Linked DNA regions of Danio rerio: region 1 is linked to region 2. Evidence: chromatin contacts called from public Hi-C data. All regions are on one chromosome and are shown on one strand. The core of a region is the stretch at or near the end of the contact, and the rest is flanking DNA. Distances in the headings are between cores, read along the strand shown. Region 1 holds the start of meis1b (Meis homeobox 1 b). Region 2 has its middle 63 kb from the start of etaa1b.

Region 1 (4,776 bases), core at 1,232-3,731, 250 kb before region 2:
TAGCGACTTAGAGAGAGAAAGATTCAAATGAATAACAAATATTGAGGCAGAATGGGAACATTCTTGCATTAAACATCTAGATGGCATCACGCGTTCTTGTTTTTTTTAGATTAAAGCTAAATTTTGTGTCTGGTAGATGAAACTGCCGAATTGTCGGGATGACACTAATACAAAAAATATATATTGTATATGGTACTTCATACTCTAACTTATATGTACAACATACTAGCTGTTCCTAGCTATATAATTTGGTGTATTTATATCTAAATATTAAATTAATTTGCTCAAATTAAGCCAAATTCAAACACTTTGAAATAAACTCAACCTCTTTGCGTAAAGTTGTACAATTTTTCTCAGTGATGCATATGCTCCATCTTTTTCAGTTTATAATGCATCAGTCGCACTCAGTTCAATTCACTCGGTTAAATTTCGGACTTGTTTTTAGACTTTCTTTTTGATTTTACGTTCAATGATTCACATCTCTTTCTTAGCCCAAATTATCCTAAATGATGGCATTAACTCGGTGATGCGTGGTGCAATCTGCTGACCCTCACTAAAAGGCAACCTAAACAGTGAAAGTCCATGCCCTCATTGTGCTCTATAGCGTCCTTTTATAGATGCTAATTGAAGGAACTTAATTACTTTATAATGCTATTCTGGTTCTGTGACAGCAGTTAAGCGTTTGGGTAAGCACAGCTTTCATGTCATCCCGTTTGCTTCTCACATAATTGAGACAAACGCAAAACTATTGTTAAGACTACAAACATCAATAAAACAAATAAGTTTACTCAATGTACATCCAATTCATTATATGTTGTTACGTACATAATTAGGTGAAATTGTTAGACATATTTAATGAACAGTAATTAAGATAAACTAAAACTATATATTTGTTTGGAGACGTTCTTAAGATAAACAGTGCAACTACTTACCGACAAACGCGTGCGTGTTTATCTGTGGTTCTAGTCGTATATCTGTAATATATCTGTTGCATGAATCCTTCTTTCATTTGTGTTTAAGTCCACATCAGATCCGTCGCCCGCGCAGCGCGCACCCTTGGTTTGCCGAGCGCTTTGGGGATTTGATAGTAATTTCATGCCTGTAAATGTGCGCGCCGGATCCTGTCGCTGCTCTTCTGCGGGAAACGGGGGTCGTGTGATGCTCACGGCAGCTGATAAGACACTGTTGCTCGCATTAATCGCTTCTGATCGATGACAGATGCTCCTCTGACAAACTTCATACACCTTGTCACCGGGTCAGTTGTATTGGCCACAATGGAGCGCTTCAGACTACATCAATCAGTTTTTGTTTAAAGCCTCTTATAGCATTTTATGGAAGATGTAATATTCATAAAACAACCATCTCGATTTATTTAGGGGCTTGTACTTTAAATGTAACTCAGCACAAGTGACCTCTCCAAAATGTTAACGTAAAAGGTCGTACACACTAGCATTAAAATGCATGGTAAAAGTTGTATCCACTAGTTTAATTATAAATATTGATAGAGAGGCACAAACTAAACATTGCAAATTGCACATGTATATACACAAATAAGAATATTAAAACAAACATTTACTTTTATATCTTGAAAAAAATAATTGTGTCAGTGGCTACAATGTGTGTTAGATAGAGAATGACTGTGCTAGAGAGTGAGCATTAGAATAGACAAAACAGAATATGGAGACTACATTTTCCCTCCAGATTACAATATTTTCATTCCACCCTTTCTTCATTTATGGAAGCATATCAACCGATAAATTAATGATTGATCATTCTTTGCACCAATAGATGGCTTGATTCACTGTAACACACTTTCATTGGACACTGCACCAAACTCCTAAGATCCTACAGTAAGTGGATGAGCCCATTCACAAATGGCGGGGGTGTTTCGGCTGAGAGCGCGGCACATCACCGCTGAAGTACAGCGTATGCTGTTCCCGAGTAATGATGTTTGCGTGAAATGTGAAGTATATAGACATGTTGTGAAAACAATATTTCGTGTTATTAGTGCAGAACATCCCATTTGCAAGGGCTTTCGCGTAAAAGTACACACATAACGTATGGGGAAACTTAATTACGCACCTTAAAAAGGGTATCCAAGTTTCTCTACTATTGTAAATAGTTTAGCGTTCTCCATTTCGGATACCCATATCAGAGCTTATAATAAACATAAGCGATGTTGAGAATGGGTCCACGCTCCCTTTGTTATCATTATGTTTTTATGTAATGATTTATAAAGGTTAGACTACTATTGTATGCATTGGCGTGCATTACGCACGCATTGCTATCCAAGGGAAACAACCAAAAGCACAACGCGGTCTCTGCGTGTTATTCCTCGGTTCGTGCTGAATCGTGGAAGTGGTCTGCGCTTTTCTGCGTCCCACACATTTCACCCCCCTGCTTTAGCAGGAACTTGATGTAGCCCATCGCATTGTGCAAGACGCGACCTGTTATGGCCACCACTACTTCCGGGTTTCAGCAGTCTGGTCCAGATTCAGCTGCTGAGCCGCGTTCAACACACACTCATTGTACACAAACGGGGAAAGGCAGCTCGCAGCATCGATCGTGGCTCCTTTAAGAAAAACTAAGCCAGAATTATCAGCCCACCTCCTCTTGATCTCATTTAGAAGCTATTGCATAAAAAATCAACTCAGGAGCCGAGAGTGATCAAAGAAACGAGAGAGAGCTTCATTTTTGTGCATTTGAGTAGTATTCTCGTTAGGGGTGCTAACCAGTGGAAGCGCGCGGAGGATCATCATTCATTCAGCACTTTGACAAGCTCGCGTTTGATTGATTGACAGCCGGAGTGGCAAAAAGCCATGAGATGCGTTAGTTTTGTCTGAGGGGCTATTTTCATACAGCTTTGGAAAAGAAGATTTTGCTCGATCCTTGTCGCTGTCCAGGGGAAAGAACGCGAAGGGGACCTATCGCTGAACGCGTCTGGCTGAACTTGCGGTGAAGGACTGGCTTCACATCGCTCGCTCGAAACAGGCATTTGGATTTTTTGGGCAAAACATATCCCACATTTGGAATTTGCGTGTTTATTTCCCATTCACCCTGGCCTCATAGGGGATATATTTTTGACTAAAGGAAGACGAGGGAGTGTGGAGGGCGATGGCGCAGAGGGTACGTATCCCGAAAAGTTTCTTCGACTCCGTATTGTTGAATGCAGTTGGAAATACTGAAACGTGGCCGATGACAGCCTCGCAGTCAAACTTTCTCTTCCTTTGACTTCTAGTTTTCACATTCAACTTTACATCGCTCACTTTCATGCACCCCTTTGTGTATAGTGTTTTGTGTGTGTGTGTATGTGTGTGTGTGTGTGTGTGTGTGTATGTCAATTTAGGGGGAAAATGATACTCTCTAATTAAGTTTGACAGGGAGCATTCCTAATTTTATAAACTATTGCCAGTTTTTACAGTACGCGTTTATTTAATCTTTTCATAAAGCAGAAACATTTAAAATAAAAATTAAACTAGCTGTTTGAACAAGTCAGCTCTATTAATAAAAGTTATTATAATGCTTGTTATGATAACATACTATGCAGGAATATTAATAGGACGCAAAATTTATTTAGCCGTATTATTTTTCAATTTTGTGTAATAACAATACTTTCAAACAGCATTAGAGTGAAACTCTTGTGCGCTTCGACTTGTAAAGTTGACATTTACTAGTTGGCGACTTCTTTGCATTTGTAATCAAAAGTAAACAATCACAAAGTAGATTTCATCGCAACCCTCCGACCTTTTGCTTTTGATGGTAAAACTATAACAGCACCCTGCTGTCCTGCTAACACCTCTGTATATTTAGAAGGCAGATGTAATGTTTTCATCATCAGACTTTCTAAACAGTGTAATAAAACTTAAAATAACGACCATGATTAAGTATTAAAGTGTCACTGATACATTATTCGAAATAAATTAATCAAATATTTCATTTAAAAGCCACGGATGAACAATGTAAATTTGAATTTAATTAAACTAATTCTAAAAGTAGCCTGCTACGTGTGATTATATTTTAAAATGCGTAAAATAAGTATAGTTTGACAACAATATAATCAACAATAAATTACACAGTTATTACATGCTTACTACATTACCTATAACTTAAGTTTGAACTGTGGAAATAAAAATGAAAATAATAGGGACACAACTATGTTGTGCTACTCGTCATGTTTTGTGATGATCACAATAAAGCATTATTCCATATGCCGGACACTGTTTTCTAAATCTCCCTGTTTCAGTCTAATTTAAAAAAATAACATGCTAGTTTTTTGTTGCAATAAATAGCATGTTTGCACGTAGTGTTACAACCACAAAACACCGCTTACATATTTAGTTAACACCAAAACAAAGTGTTTTCATTTCGCAAAAGTCGTAGTTTTTTTCCCTGGGAACATCTAAAGTAGACCCAGTTTATATTTTCTTTCAGTGTATATTTTATGCATTCTGTAAGTGGAAAAAAAAAGTGACAACCTGGGAATATTGCCATTCGTGTGTGTGCAGTACGAAGATATACCCCACTATGGGATGGACGGAGTAGGAATCCCGAGCACGATGTACGGGGACCCGCACGCCGCCAGATCCATGCAGGCTGTTCACCTGAATCACGGGCCCCAGCTCCACTCCCACCAGTACCCGCACACAGCCCACACCAACGCCATGCCGCCCAGCATGGGCTCATCCGTCAATGACGCTCTAAAAAGAGATAAAGACTCCATTTACGGGTACGTGTAGATAGCCAAGACATATATTTTATGATGAAGTTTGCCAATAA
Region 2 (5,106 bases), core at 1,914-4,413:
TAAATTGGCCGTAGTGTAAAAGTGTGCATGTGACTGAGTGTATGGGTGTTTCTCAGAACTGGGTTGCAGCTGGAAGGGCATCCGCTGTGTAAAACATGTGCTGGAATAGCTGATAATTAAGGGACTAAGCTGAAGGAATATGAATGAATGTTTTGAAATTTGTTTCCCAATAACTCAACTTTTTTTTTTACTTACCATACTAATATCTAACACTTTAACATAAAATAAAATCAATTAATTATACTACTAATACAAACAAATAAGTAAATACACTCTTTTATTTTTAGCACATACTGCAAATTACTAATGACTATTCAAAACGTGAAATAAAAATCAGGGATGGGCAATTTACACTGATGCTTCATTTTAATTTGCATCACTCACAACAGTAGAAACGCTGAAATTGTTTTCTTATGTTTTTGTCAAGGAACCTGAGATGTTTGTGACGAGGATACTGATCCAGCCTGATCTCACAAGTAACGGAACTATTTTTTGTTTTGTCAAATTAGTGGCTAATTCTCGCAAGTTCATTCGTATGAAAATGTACGTATTTTAAAAGAAGGTGTCGCACCAAACCCCACCCTTAAACCCAACCGCCATTGGGGATGAGTACAAATTCATACAAATTGACCACTAAATAAAAAAGTTACGAATTGCCATGAGATAGCATTGGTTGATACGCCAATTTTTAATTCATTCTCCAAGTTAACAGTGTTTAATCAGTATATAAAAGATGCCACAATAGTGTATTTAAATTCAATAGCTCTCTGTAATTCTCTGTTGTGTGCATGCACAGGTTTTATTGTGGATGTTCTTAATTTATACAACAACCAAACAATACAGTGAAATTTGTATGCCATTTTTAGTTTTAAAAAAATTACTGAGGATCAAATATTCGAATATCTGTTCACACCCCTATTAAAAAACTCGTATTTATAAAATAAATTCGTCAGTTTAGTTTTTTTTTTTTTTTTTTTGGCAGCTGGGGTGGCGTAAAAAAAACAAACATAAAATAACATCTATTAAATTACAGACATTTACCGTAAAATAACAGACATTTAAATTACAGAAATTTCCTTAAATGTAAATTTCCGGTAAGTTTCTGTAATTTACCATCTGTTATTTTATGGTAAATATCTGTAATTTAACAGCCAATATTTTACGTTTTTTGTGGCACCCTAGCGGCTGGAAAAGAAAAAACATGAAATAACTTTTTTTTTTTACAGTGTATTATAATGCATTAACTGAGAGATGCCACAATTTTGTTAGCACTTCTGTTTATCAAATTCACCAAATTTTTAAATTATTTTTTTCAGGCTTGTTTATGTTTATTTGGAGACAGCACATTTACTGAGACACTGAAATAGTGTTTTTAAATTTGACCACTCTCTGTGATTCTCCACAATGTATTGAAATTATGTAGTTTGTTTGATTTTTATCAGGTTTTATTTTCTTTATTTGCGGCCACCAAACAAAACGGTGAAATTCAAAAGCGTTATTTATCGAATGATTACTCTAGATCGAGCATCCAAATGTTTGAATATCTGTCATTAGAGAGAAAAAAATAATAATAAAAAATAAAAAATATTTTTAGACATCATTCATTCATTTTCTTGTCAGCTTAGTCCCTCTATTAATCCAGGGACACAGAGGAATGAACCGCCAACTTATCCAGCAAGTTTTTTACGCAGCGGATGCCCTTCCAGCCACAACCCATCTCTGTGAAACATCCACACATACACACTCATACACTATGGACAATTTAGCCTACCCAATTCACCAGTACCGCATGTCTTTGGACTGTGGGGGAAACGGGAGCACCCGGAGGAAACCTACGCGAAGGCAGGGAGAACATGCAAACTCCACACAGAAACGCCAACTGAGCCGAGGTTTGAACCAGCGACCCAGCAACCTTCTTGCTGTGAGGCGACAGCACTACCCACTGCGCCACTGCCTCACCTTATTTATTTATTTATTTTTTTTATTTTTTTCAGACATGTTTATATTTATTTTTTTAGACAACACAATTTACTGAGAGATGCTGCAATAGTGTTTTTAAATTCGGGCACTGTCTGTGATTCTCCACAATAAATTGTGATTACCTAGTTTGCATGCTTAGGTTTTTATTGTGGATTTTATTTATTTACGGCAACCAAACAAAACAGTGAAATTTAAAATAATTTTTATTTATTCAATTAAAAATATATATTTTAAAAATAAATTATATTTATATTTATTTATATAAATATTTATATTTATTTGTAGACAGCACATTTACTGAGACATTGCATTAGTATTTTTTAAATTGATCCCTCTCTGTGATTCTCCACAATATATCATGATTATGTTGTTTGTTAGATTTTATTAGGTTTTATTTTCTTCATTTATAGCCACCAACTAATCCAGTAAAATTCAAAAGCGTTTTTATTTATTGAACGATTACTTCAGATCGAATATCCTAATATACAAGCCATTAGAAAGACTAATAATTAAGTCTTTTAAACTAATAATAAAGTTTATATTCCATTTTAGATAACACATACATCACAGAGAGACGCCGCAATAGTGTTTTTAAATTCGGTCACTCTCTTCGATTATCCACAATAATTTGCGATTACGTTGTTTGGGTGCTCGGGTTTTATTTTCTTCATTTACAACCACCAAACAATGCACTAAAATTCAAAAGCTTTTCTATTTATCAAATAATTACAGCAGAATGCATTTTCCAATGTTCAAATATCTGAGCACCCCTGATAAAAATGTAGCTCGAGTAAGAAAGAAAAACAAAAAATGAGAAGAAAAAAAATCAGACATGTTTATAATATTTATTTTTCGTCAAAACATTCCTAATTGTGCATTTTTTACTTTGGCTATAAATGTGACTATTCTGAAAACCTAGACTGGACCCTCCAAGAACAGTAATCGTATCCTCCTGATCGGTGCCGTGTCTGTATCACAATGAAGGATTTCAAAAGCAATGCCTACAAGTGTTAAGAAAAACCACCGGGAAACTCACCAAGCCATTTGTGTCTGGCCTGAGTTTGAAAAAATACATGTATGTCTGACACCCGCTCCTCTGCGCGCCTGGCTGGAGCCAGCGTGCCGTCACAGGGGATGTTCTCCGCTCTCCAGCCGACCGGCCCTATGAAAGAGAGCCTTGTAGCACTGGGATCATTCCAGCCCTTGGGAGACGCTTGCCGGAGCACAAGATGGCTGCTGCTTAGGGGCTGGGAATGATCGAAAGCCTTTCAAATCCTCACTGCATCTGAGAAACGCCTCCGGACGTGTGGAGATAAAAATGAGCTTGTTCTTCAAAAAAATGTGTTATTAAGAGAGTCTTTTGTAAGCCCGGGCAGCCCCTTCAGTCAATTAGCGTTAGCGCAAATGTTGTGAGCGAATGTTTATTTGTTTTGTTACATAGGAAACCACCGTCATTCAGGGGCAACAAGGGCACTTGCTGGCACAGCCATCAAATGGAGGATTTCCAAGGGGGGACGATAATCGATCTAAATCCTCCTTTTATAATCTTAAACAGTCAGTAAAGAAGTTATGCCATAAGCACTTTGTGGGCGCCTTGTTTGAGTCGAACGAAATCGTTTGAAAGGGCCGTTCTTTATGGATCTCTGGAGGAGCCCAACACATATACACTCGTTTTAACATGCTTTACATGAATTTCTCCGGAGCAGGGGGGGTGAAGGTATTTCAAAACAGCTCAGTTGACAGGCCTGCGATGAGGAACTTGTCGAAATAAATTGAAAATGATCTGCAATGCAAACAAGATCAACGACTTTAGATTTTTTTTTTTTTTTTTTTGACTGCATTCAGACCTGTGCTTTGCATTGTGAATTTGTGTGACTATTTGCAAAACAGTCAAGCTAGAATGTTTTATTGCTGTGTGGATGCCTGATGTTTTATTTTAAAGTCTCATTTGATAACTCTTCTTAAAATATCACTGCAAAAAAACAACAACAACGATATACTCAAAAAATTAAGTTTGATGTTTGTTCTACTTATCTTAAATAAGCTGAAAAGGCTAACACTATCCCGAGTTTTTTTGGGGAAAACTTAATTGTTTTATGTTCAATCCACTTATATTTGTAAAAACAAATAAATTAACTTAATTCCCTCACGTTGTCCCAACACAAATTGCAACTTTTTTGACAGTATAGACTCAAAAACGTATTTTTTCTGCTCATTCAAGCTACTTATTTAAAATGAGCTGAAAAAATAACACTAATCTTGAGGATTTTTTGGGACAACTTAATTTATTTACGTTCACTCCACTTAAAATTGTAAAAACTAGTAGATTCACGGGAGAAGCAGTGGTGCAGTAGGTAGTGCTGTCATCTCACAGCAAGAAGGTCGCTGGGTGAGCCTTGGCTCAGTTGGCGCTTCTGTGTGGAGTTTGCATGTTCTCCCTGCGTGCGCGTGGGTTTCCTCCGGGTGCTCCAGTGTCCCCCACATTTCAAAGACATGTGGTACTGGTGAATTGGGTAAGCTAAATTGTCCAAAGTGTATGAGTGTATGAGTGTGTGTGTGGATGTTTCCCAGAGATGGGTTGCGGCTGGAAGGGCATCCGTTGCGTAAAAACTTGCTGGATAAGTTGGCGGTTCATTCCGCTGTGGCGGCCCCGGATTAATAAAGGTACTAAGCAGACAAGAAAACAAATAAATGAATGATAGTAGATTCACCTAATTCTTTCATGCTGTCCCAACTCAAATCGCAACATTTTTTCATTGTGTACACAACAAACTTATTTTTTCTGCTCATTCAAACTACTTTTTTAAAATAAGCTAAAAAAAAGAACACTATTCTTGAGGACTTTTTGGGACAGCTTAATTGTTTTACGCTCAATCCACCTAAATTTGTAAAACCTAATAGATTCACTTAATTTTTTCACGTCGTCCCTACACAAATTGCAACTTTTTTGACAGTGTACACTCAAAAAAAAATTTTTATGCTTGTTCAAACAAGTTTATTTTAAAAATGAGCTGAAAAAACAACACTAATCTTGAGGATTTTTTGAGACAACTTAATTGTTTTTACATTCAAACCACTTAAATTTGTAAAAACTGTAGATCAACTTAATTCTTTTACGTTGTGAAT

What was found. A called contact is a pair of places that touch in the nucleus more often than the background predicts.
Region 1: a contact with region 2 is called in a Hi-C map of hematopoietic stem cells, with 5 times the contacts expected there. The contact joins the promoter of meis1b here to the enhancer-like site in region 2. A contact is called at or near these places in 3 of 18 Hi-C or Micro-C datasets (caudal fin, fibroblasts and hematopoietic stem cells) and 2 of 4 datasets of contacts at active chromatin or transcription factors (caudal fin and embryo).

What each region holds. Positions count from the first base shown.
Region 1 is chr13:5,578,745-5,583,520 of GRCz12tu, reverse strand. meis1b (Meis homeobox 1 b) reads left to right here and starts at 2,481. Exons shown (of 13, transcript NM_131893.2): 1 at 2,481-3,126; 2 at 4,506-4,726. The coding sequence starts at 3,115.
Region 2 is chr13:5,329,393-5,334,498 of GRCz12tu, reverse strand. It overlaps a transcript of meis1b not described here. Among named protein-coding and RNA genes, the nearest start is that of etaa1b, 63 kb to the right of the region's middle. Within about 2 kb of position 3,163, at least 13 of the 62 cell types and tissues checked have an H3K27ac peak or open chromatin away from gene starts, as enhancers often do.